Linked DNA regions of Sus scrofa: region 2 is linked to region 1. The links are chromatin contacts, called in public Hi-C maps. All regions are on one chromosome and are shown on one strand. Each heading gives the region's core, a stretch centred on a gene start, on an enhancer-like site or on the middle of the called end of the contact. The rest is flanking DNA. Distances are from core to core; before and after follow the strand shown. Region 1 holds the start of PRKAA2 (protein kinase AMP-activated catalytic subunit alpha 2). Region 2 overlaps PLPP3 (phospholipid phosphatase 3).

The links. A called contact is a pair of places that touch in the nucleus more often than the background predicts.
Region 2: a Hi-C map of skeletal muscle shows a contact between it and region 1, with 1.7 times the contacts expected there. The contact joins the enhancer-like site here to the promoter of PRKAA2 in region 1. A contact is called at or near these places in 5 of 47 Hi-C or Micro-C datasets (fetal heart ventricle, heart right ventricle, psoas muscle and 1 more) and 1 of 2 datasets of contacts at active chromatin or transcription factors (skeletal muscle).

Annotation. Positions count from the first base shown.
Region 1 is chr6:155,752,392-155,756,199 of Sscrofa11.1, reverse strand. PRKAA2 (protein kinase AMP-activated catalytic subunit alpha 2) reads left to right here and starts at 1,956. Exons shown (of 9, transcript NM_214266.1): 1 at 1,956-2,099. The coding sequence starts at 2,006.
Region 2 is chr6:155,835,565-155,839,372 of Sscrofa11.1, reverse strand. All of the region lies in intron 1 of PLPP3 (phospholipid phosphatase 3), which reads right to left. Among named protein-coding and RNA genes, the nearest start is that of PLPP3, 37 kb to the right of the region's middle. Within about 2 kb of position 2,187, at least 15 of the 83 cell types and tissues checked have an H3K27ac peak or open chromatin away from gene starts, as enhancers often do. A contact at or near this core is called in skeletal muscle, where this site is marked.

The DNA of each region.
Region 1 (3,808 bases), core at 707-3,206:
CTGTTGTATAGTAGAAAGACAAAAGGACAAGTCAGAACTGGATGTGAGTTCTGACACTTCCACTTAGCTGAGTAGCCTTGGGTAAATCAGAAAGGGAAAAACTAGTTTTATCATCTATAAAATGGGGATAATAACAATTTTCTTTTATGACAATTAAGTGGGATAATTGCATTTAAATGAACTTTTTATTCAACAAAGTACCACCCACTTGTTTGGCATAATAATAAAGCTACCAGGTTGTTTACAGGTGCTAGGTAAGGAACATAGCTAAGAGGTATACAATAATTCAAGTTGCAATTATCAACCACTAGTTAAGACAGTGCACAATGCTTTTAAATATTTATAGGCTGTCTTCATACAGCTTCAAGAAAGCAATCTAATACTCTTTAACATCTTTTAATGAGATGTTAGAACAAGACACAGACACTTTATATTGCAAAAGAAGAATAGGTATTTTTTCTACTTGAATGAATACTGGAGTGACCATCAATCAAATGAAGGTTCAGCATCAAAAATAACTGGCTATTTTCTCCAAATCGTCAGCTAGGTAGACTGTTTTTTAAATAATACTTCTGGTCAGCAAGAAAGATGATCCTAAGAATGAACAAAAATAGCCTCTGTTCAACAGCTGTGATGTCTATAATTTATAAGATGTGATCATCTCTCATCAGATTGACTTGATGGCTAAACAAAAATGGATGTATGCTCGCCATTGGTATATTTGTCACTTCTCGGAAAACAAACTTCTGTTACATCTTATTCTTTCTGATAAATATATTTCTCTCTTTACATAAAAATAGTGAGATGAAATTTCCTGTTTGGGGAATGTGACCTTGAAACTCTACTGTCATGCACAAAGTTAAAAATGTTCAGTTAATCCTTAAACACTTATTCCCAATCAGCAAATAATTTTTAGTCACGGAAAGAGGAAATTTTGAAGACTGGGACACAGTAGGAAGCAAAGAAGGGAGAGAGGAGGAAGTGAGAACCACTTCATTACTATATTACTGTATCTTGGCAGTTTTTAATGCTTACCACCTCCCCCCACTTCAATCTTTACCTTTAATTTGTGCCTTTATATTGCCCTAGCTCACCGTAGTACTTCGTCCCTTATGTATCTTACTTTCCATGCTCTCTTCATTTCCGTCACTGTTTCCCTTTTGTACGGCTCCATCACAAATTATTTATACACTATTTATATAGGTATGTGCTAAAATACAATCAGGTAACTCTTGGGTCTGATTGTTCCGAGAACTTTGTCCAAATTAGTGAGAACTGAGAACTCTAGAATGGAGGGTCTCCATCTGTAGCTCAAAATGATTGAGAATGAGGAAGTACACCGAGGTGGGTCACTGAAGCCAGCACACAATTGGGTTCTGTGTGTGTGTCATGACCTGTATCATAACACTGAACCTGAGACTGGAGAAACTTCCTTGTAGCTCTCCTTAGACTGACCTTCGAGCAAGGTCGTTCACCATCGCCTCCCGCCCGGATCCCTTAGACCCCTAAGCTGGTTTTCACACCCCTCTTTCCTCACACTTCAGGCCTGTTTCTCTTCTCCACCTTCAGCTTGCATCTCTCCGCATTTGCTAAGATTCGGCCCAAATCCCACCCTCATTTCCACTCCTTCGGGTTCTCCTCACCGCCCCGCCCCCAGATAGCGGGGCACCATCCGACCGCCACCGCCTCCCGCGCACACCTGTAGTCCTCCGACCCTCCCTCCACCCGGCCTCCTGCGCCCAGCCCAGGGCCCACCCTGCGCGCCCGCCAGCTCCGCACACCTACGTCCCCGCGCCGGCTCTGGCCGGGGGTGTGCGCTCTGCCCACCCGCTCGAGCCCCCGCCCCGCCCACCTGCTCGCCCTCCCGCCCCCCGCCCGGCCCTCGGCGCCTCCGGGCCCCCGCCCCCCGCGGGCCCGCTGCACTGTGGGTAGGCGGCGGCGGCGGCTGCGGCCGCACTGAGGAGTCCGCCGCGGCGGCGGCGGAGCGAGGCTGCGCGCGCCGAACATGGCTGAGAAGCAGAAGCACGACGGGCGGGTGAAGATTGGACACTACGTGCTGGGGGACACGCTGGGTGTCGGCACCTTCGGCAAAGTGAAGAGTTGAGTACGCGCCGAGGCCGTTGCTCCGGGCTGCCAGCCTCGCGGGAGGCCAAGCCCGGGAGCCCGGGGCCGCCAGCAGGCAGTGGGTGGGCAGCGGGCGGCGGGGCCTGGCGGCAGGTGGAGCGGCCCCACCAGGGCCGCGCGGAGCCCGGGGGCTCCGGGAGGGCAGCCGTCACTTCCTCGCCCCGCGGCAGCGGCCGGGTGAGGGGACGCGGGAGGGGCGCAAGCGTCCCGGGGTCCAGGGCCGCCGCCCACCGCCTTTCTCGCAGTCGGGAGCGAGACGCTTCTCCCGCCCGACTTCAGTGCCCTGCTCTGTGACACCGGGAGACTGGACTGTTGGGCAAGGTGCCTTCCTGCTGGGAGACTGTACGGGTAGGGGTGGGGAATGACACGCGTTCCTGGTAGTGGAGTTTCCATTTTTGCCAGGTGCCCCGTTAGGTCCTTCACAGGTGATCTCCTTTGAGCCTTAGGGCAGATGCAGGTGTTATCCTCACCTTAAACGCGAGAAAACAAGGACCCCCTAGGGGTTTAGGAACATGCTCAAGGTCACACTGGGATGTAGGTCTAAAATGTCCTCCAGTTTGGCCAGCTGGGAGGTCCCTGCCGTCCGAGTTCTTTCGTGCTCCCTTGCTGGGTTGGTGGGGCTGAGAGTTTAGGGGGTGCTCCCCGAGCGAGCGGTTGGGTGGGTCTTTCTCCTGGCTGGAATGCAGCTGCATTGGATCGGGGTTAGTTACAGCTGGGAGGTCTGAAGGTTGGTTGGTTTGTGTAAAATGGTCCTAGGAAGGCTTCTGGGATGCGGGAGAGAAAATGCGGTCCTTGGTGCTGGATCTTGGGGGATGCCGGGCTGAGGCCAGAACTGCTAAGGCGTTTGTGCTCTGCTGAGGTCTGTGTTCTTGGTGATGCGGTCCCATTTTGGGGTGTAGAAAAACAGGTTGCTTTTGAATTATTTTTACTTCTTCCTAGTTAAGTATTGAACGTTCCTGTTTTTGTTAATAAGAGTCACATGGATTTAATTAATTTGTCCCCCTCCCCCGAACTAGAACCGGCTATTTAAAAATACTTCTCTTTTGATTGTTGCAAATCCATTACTGTAAGTGTAGTTTGCCTCCCCCCCCCCCTTTGCTCTAGAAATGTTGGTTAGGTAGTTTGTAGATTTTATGGAAACTTCTATTTCCTCAAAAACTGATGTTTTAACTTTAAATTAAGGCTGTTAAATGTTTATTTCTGTGGCACGGACCAGCTCTTATTTACTTCCACATGTCTGATATCCTTTCGTTTGTTCAGAACGCACTGATTGAGTGCCTACAGTGTTTCAGGCACTGTTCTAGGTAATGGGGATACCCTAGAAACAAAATCAGATTAAAATCTCTCCTTTTGTGGTGCTTTAATAAATTCTTGTAGGGGAAGACAACAATTCCTTTGTGTATGTATATATGCGTGTATATGTATGTATATATGTGTGTATGTATATATTTGGTGCCCTTGAGAAAAATGAATGAGAGAAGAGAGGATAGGGAATTTTGTGAGGTTAGCAATTTTCAATAAGTTTATCAGGCAAGGCCTCACCGGCAGGGTGGTATTTATCTAAAGACCTAAAAGATTTGTAAAATTCTTTGACGTACTGTGAGAGCTGTGAAGGCTTTTAGTTTTGAAAGACTTTATAGAGTGGACAGTTAGGAGAATATATTTAGAATGACTATAGACTCAG
Region 2 (3,808 bases), core at 938-3,437, 83 kb before region 1:
AACCCAAGGCCGCCAGGGCACGCCAAGCTAAGCCACCAAACAGCACGGTCCAAGTTCTGGGTCAAAGGTGACAAACTGGCAGCCCATGGCCAAATCTGGCCTGCAGAAATGCTCTGTTTGGCCCACCCAGTGTTTAAGGTTTTTTACATTAGTTGTTAATAGGAGGTCTCATGTAACATTCAGATTTCGGCTTTTTAAGCCGGCGCTACAGCATGTGGTCAGCAACATACGCAGTGGTGGCAACACAGGCTCACTTTCTCCAGGGCACCACTGTTCCCCACCATCTCTCTGACACCAAGGCTGCATACCAGTTCCACTGCCATTGCTTTAGTACTGGCAACCTTCCTATACTGGTCTACTTCTGTCACTTCCATTACCTACCTGGCCCCTGGCTTTTCTACCCCTGTTCTGGAGAACATAAAAGTCCTTGCTGAACCTATAAAAATAGAAGTAATTAACTCTTGGAGTTCCCACTGTGTCTCAGCAGGTTAAGAATCTGACTAGTATCCATGAGGACGCAGGTTTGATCCTTGGCCTCGCTCAGTGGGTTAAGGATCTGGTGTTGCCTTGAGCTGTGGTGTAGGCTGCAGACCTAGCTTGGATCTGGCATTGCTGTGGCTCAGGTCCAATTCAATGCCTAGCCTAGGAACTTCCATATGCTGCAGGCACAGCCCTAAAAAGACCAAAAAAAAAAAAAGAAGAAAGAATTAACTCTTGGTTCAGCAATGTCTTCTGTGATAAGTAATGACCACATCAGACATACGTATACATATGTGTATCGGTATGTGATGGTGTCTTTGACTATGTCTCAATGTTAACCCAAGACTGTGCCCCCATCTATGTTTTCAAATCCCCAAATTGGAGTTCCTGCTGTGGCGCAGCAGAAATGAATCCAATTTGTATCCATGAGGATGCATGTTCGATCCCTGGCCTTGTTCAGTGGGTTAAGGATCCGGCATTGTCACTGTTGCGGCTCAGGTCACTGCTGTGGCACAGGTTCCATCCCTGGCCTGGGAATTTCTGTATGCTCTGGGAGCAGCCAAAAAAATAAACAAAAAATAAAATCCATTGGATATTTGTGAGTGTTACAAATCTTACTCTAAATGGAGTCAGGCATATTTCAGGAATATGCTGGTAAAATTTTGGAGAGATCTTAGGTGTCATTTACTCCATTTACTAGACGGGAAGGCTGACATCCCCCCCACACACACACCCCCTAGTATTCTAATTACTCCTTGTTGGTAAGTGTCCTTGCTAGCTGAGAGTCTCTTCAGAAAAGGATCCATATATTTTATTCACCAGCACAAAGAGCAATTCATGACACTTAGTGGGTGTTCAACAAACATGTATTGAACAAATGTATAGAAAATGGACTAAAATTCAGAAGATAGGGCTCTTCCCCCAGTACACTCTTTGACCCTAGATCTGCCCCCACCCTGTTACTTCTGAATTTAATTTCTTCTTTCTCATATCCCAAATCCTATCTCTCTAACACAATCCCCCAAAGCCACACAGGACCACATGCCCTCATAAGGAGCAGACAATTGCATCAGGAATATCTTATGGAGAACTTAACCAGCTTCAAGTCTCAGAAGGGTGGTGGTTGGACGGGTTGATCTATCTTTAGGACACTTAATCTTCACCAGCTGCCCAGATTTTTCGCGTCATGAAACTATCAGAAAATACTCTGAAGGGGTAAACTGAGGGGATGCTGCCCAGTGACTCAGCTGCCACTGCCACCCTGCCCTGCAGGCCCAAGGGCTAAGGATCCCTTTCAGCAGCACCCCCACCCCAACTAATCTATTTGCTGTGATCCTCTGGGGAATCGCTGCCCTGAAGAAAATTCCCAACAAGAAGAGCGCTGATTTCAAGAAAGCAGCTCAGACCTGGGTGTGCAAACCAGTTTTGCCACTTACAATCTGAGCGATCTTCAGCAAATTGCTGAACTTTTTGAGTCCCAGTTGTGAAAAAGAGGACACCAACAGCCACTTTGAAGAGGATGAAATACCATGGGGTAGGTATTGAACAAAGGTTAGTTCCCTGCACTCCTAATCCTGAAAATCGACTCTCTGGCCTGTTTACATGATGCCAATCAACCGGCTGGACTGGTTTCCTCAAAGAAGGTGGCGAGATGAAGCAGGACAGGGCTGTGTCAGCTCAGACAAGGACGGTGACGCGACCTGCACAAGACTGGAGCCACTCCAGTGCGTGGTGCAGAAGACAGCCCTCTCCCCAGGAGCAGGCTCCCCACTCCCAGCCCTGTCAATGTTCCTTTTGTAAAGCACAGAAACCTTCTTCAAATCTGACAGCTGCCACCTGCACAAATAATTCAGGGATGTAATTTCGTAACTGAATCCAAGCCCTGAAAGCTGAAAAGTTTGAAGTCCAAAATAATCCCTTTGACCTTCTGCCTAAACACTCACTAATCACTTTTTAATTTGTAGTTTATTTCCTCTCTCTGTGCTGTCCTTAGAGGCGGTATTTTTATTTTAGCCGTACCCAGGGAGTGAGTGGCATTACGGAACACCTGATTAAAGCAGAAGTCAAACGTCTCTCCCAGACATCTGAGGCTTGCTTGGTGCATCCCCCCCCCCCACCAGAGTTCTCCAAATTGCACTGGGTGGTGAGAAAGTGAAGGAGAAAAAGGCTGCTTCGAAGGCGGAAACTCCTCATGGAGAGAATTATGAGCTACAGAAATTAATATGTAGTGGTCCCTGCTCTCTAAGAAGGCACACGCTGGGGACAATTCCCCTCGATGCCATGTGACAGGAACGTCCACGGAGGCATTTCTAAAATGTTCAGGGAGCACAGAGGACGCCCTTTAGCACAAGTCTTGGCAGCCAAGAGGCAGACGCAATACCAGTTGATTGACTGACAGAGTAAATGCATTTCAATGATTCCTGGCTGTCATTTGAATACCAATGACGTATTTAAAGCAAGACCAAAAAAAAAAAAAAAAAAGTCCAGAACCAAAAAGCAGCCCCCCTCTAAAAAAAAAAAAACTGCTTCTGTGTTCCACCCTCATCTCCTTCCCACCTTTTACTCCTGAGGAAAAATGAGAAAAGCCGTTTGAGGGAGACCCTCTAATTCCTAAAACACACACACTGAGAAGATGCTAAAAAGGAAAAACAGAGCTAAAAAAAGTGATTCATTCCAGAAGAAATTTCTTCCTCAGAGGAAAAGAGTTTCTAACTGAAGCACCGCTAGGATTGCTATAGATTGTAGTTAGTTGTAGCCCAGATAGATATATTGGGGTCATTCTACTTTGTTCTAGTAAATTAGCCAACGTTTCACCGACTGAGCAGAGCCGCCTGTGGACTGAGCTGGGTGAGCTCCGCCAGGATCCTGGGGAGGAAATTGACTTCCAGGCCAGTGTTCAGTGAAGTAAGGCCTGAGAGCACGGAGAAGACAGCACAAATGAGTTTGGGGTAGTTTAGTTCTCTAGCCAAGTCCACCTTACAAAACAAATACTAACCAATGATAACTGATAACAAAAAAGTTGTATCCATGAGTATTCATTCTGCTACTAACTATATCATCGCACTTCCGCTCCCTGGGGCTCCTTTCTTCACATGCAAAATGAACGAGGCCTTACCACACAGGTCTTATGGACCTTCCTAAGTTTAGTTGTTTTTTTTTCACTTAAAAAAAAAAATTTTTAGCCACACCTGGGGCATGTGAAAGTTCCTGGGCCAGGAATCAAACCCGAGCCACAGTTGCACAGATGCAGCAATACCAGATCCTTAACCCGCTGCACCACGCAGGAACTTCTGCTGGAGTTTTCACCTTTATCCAAGGAGTGCAGGGC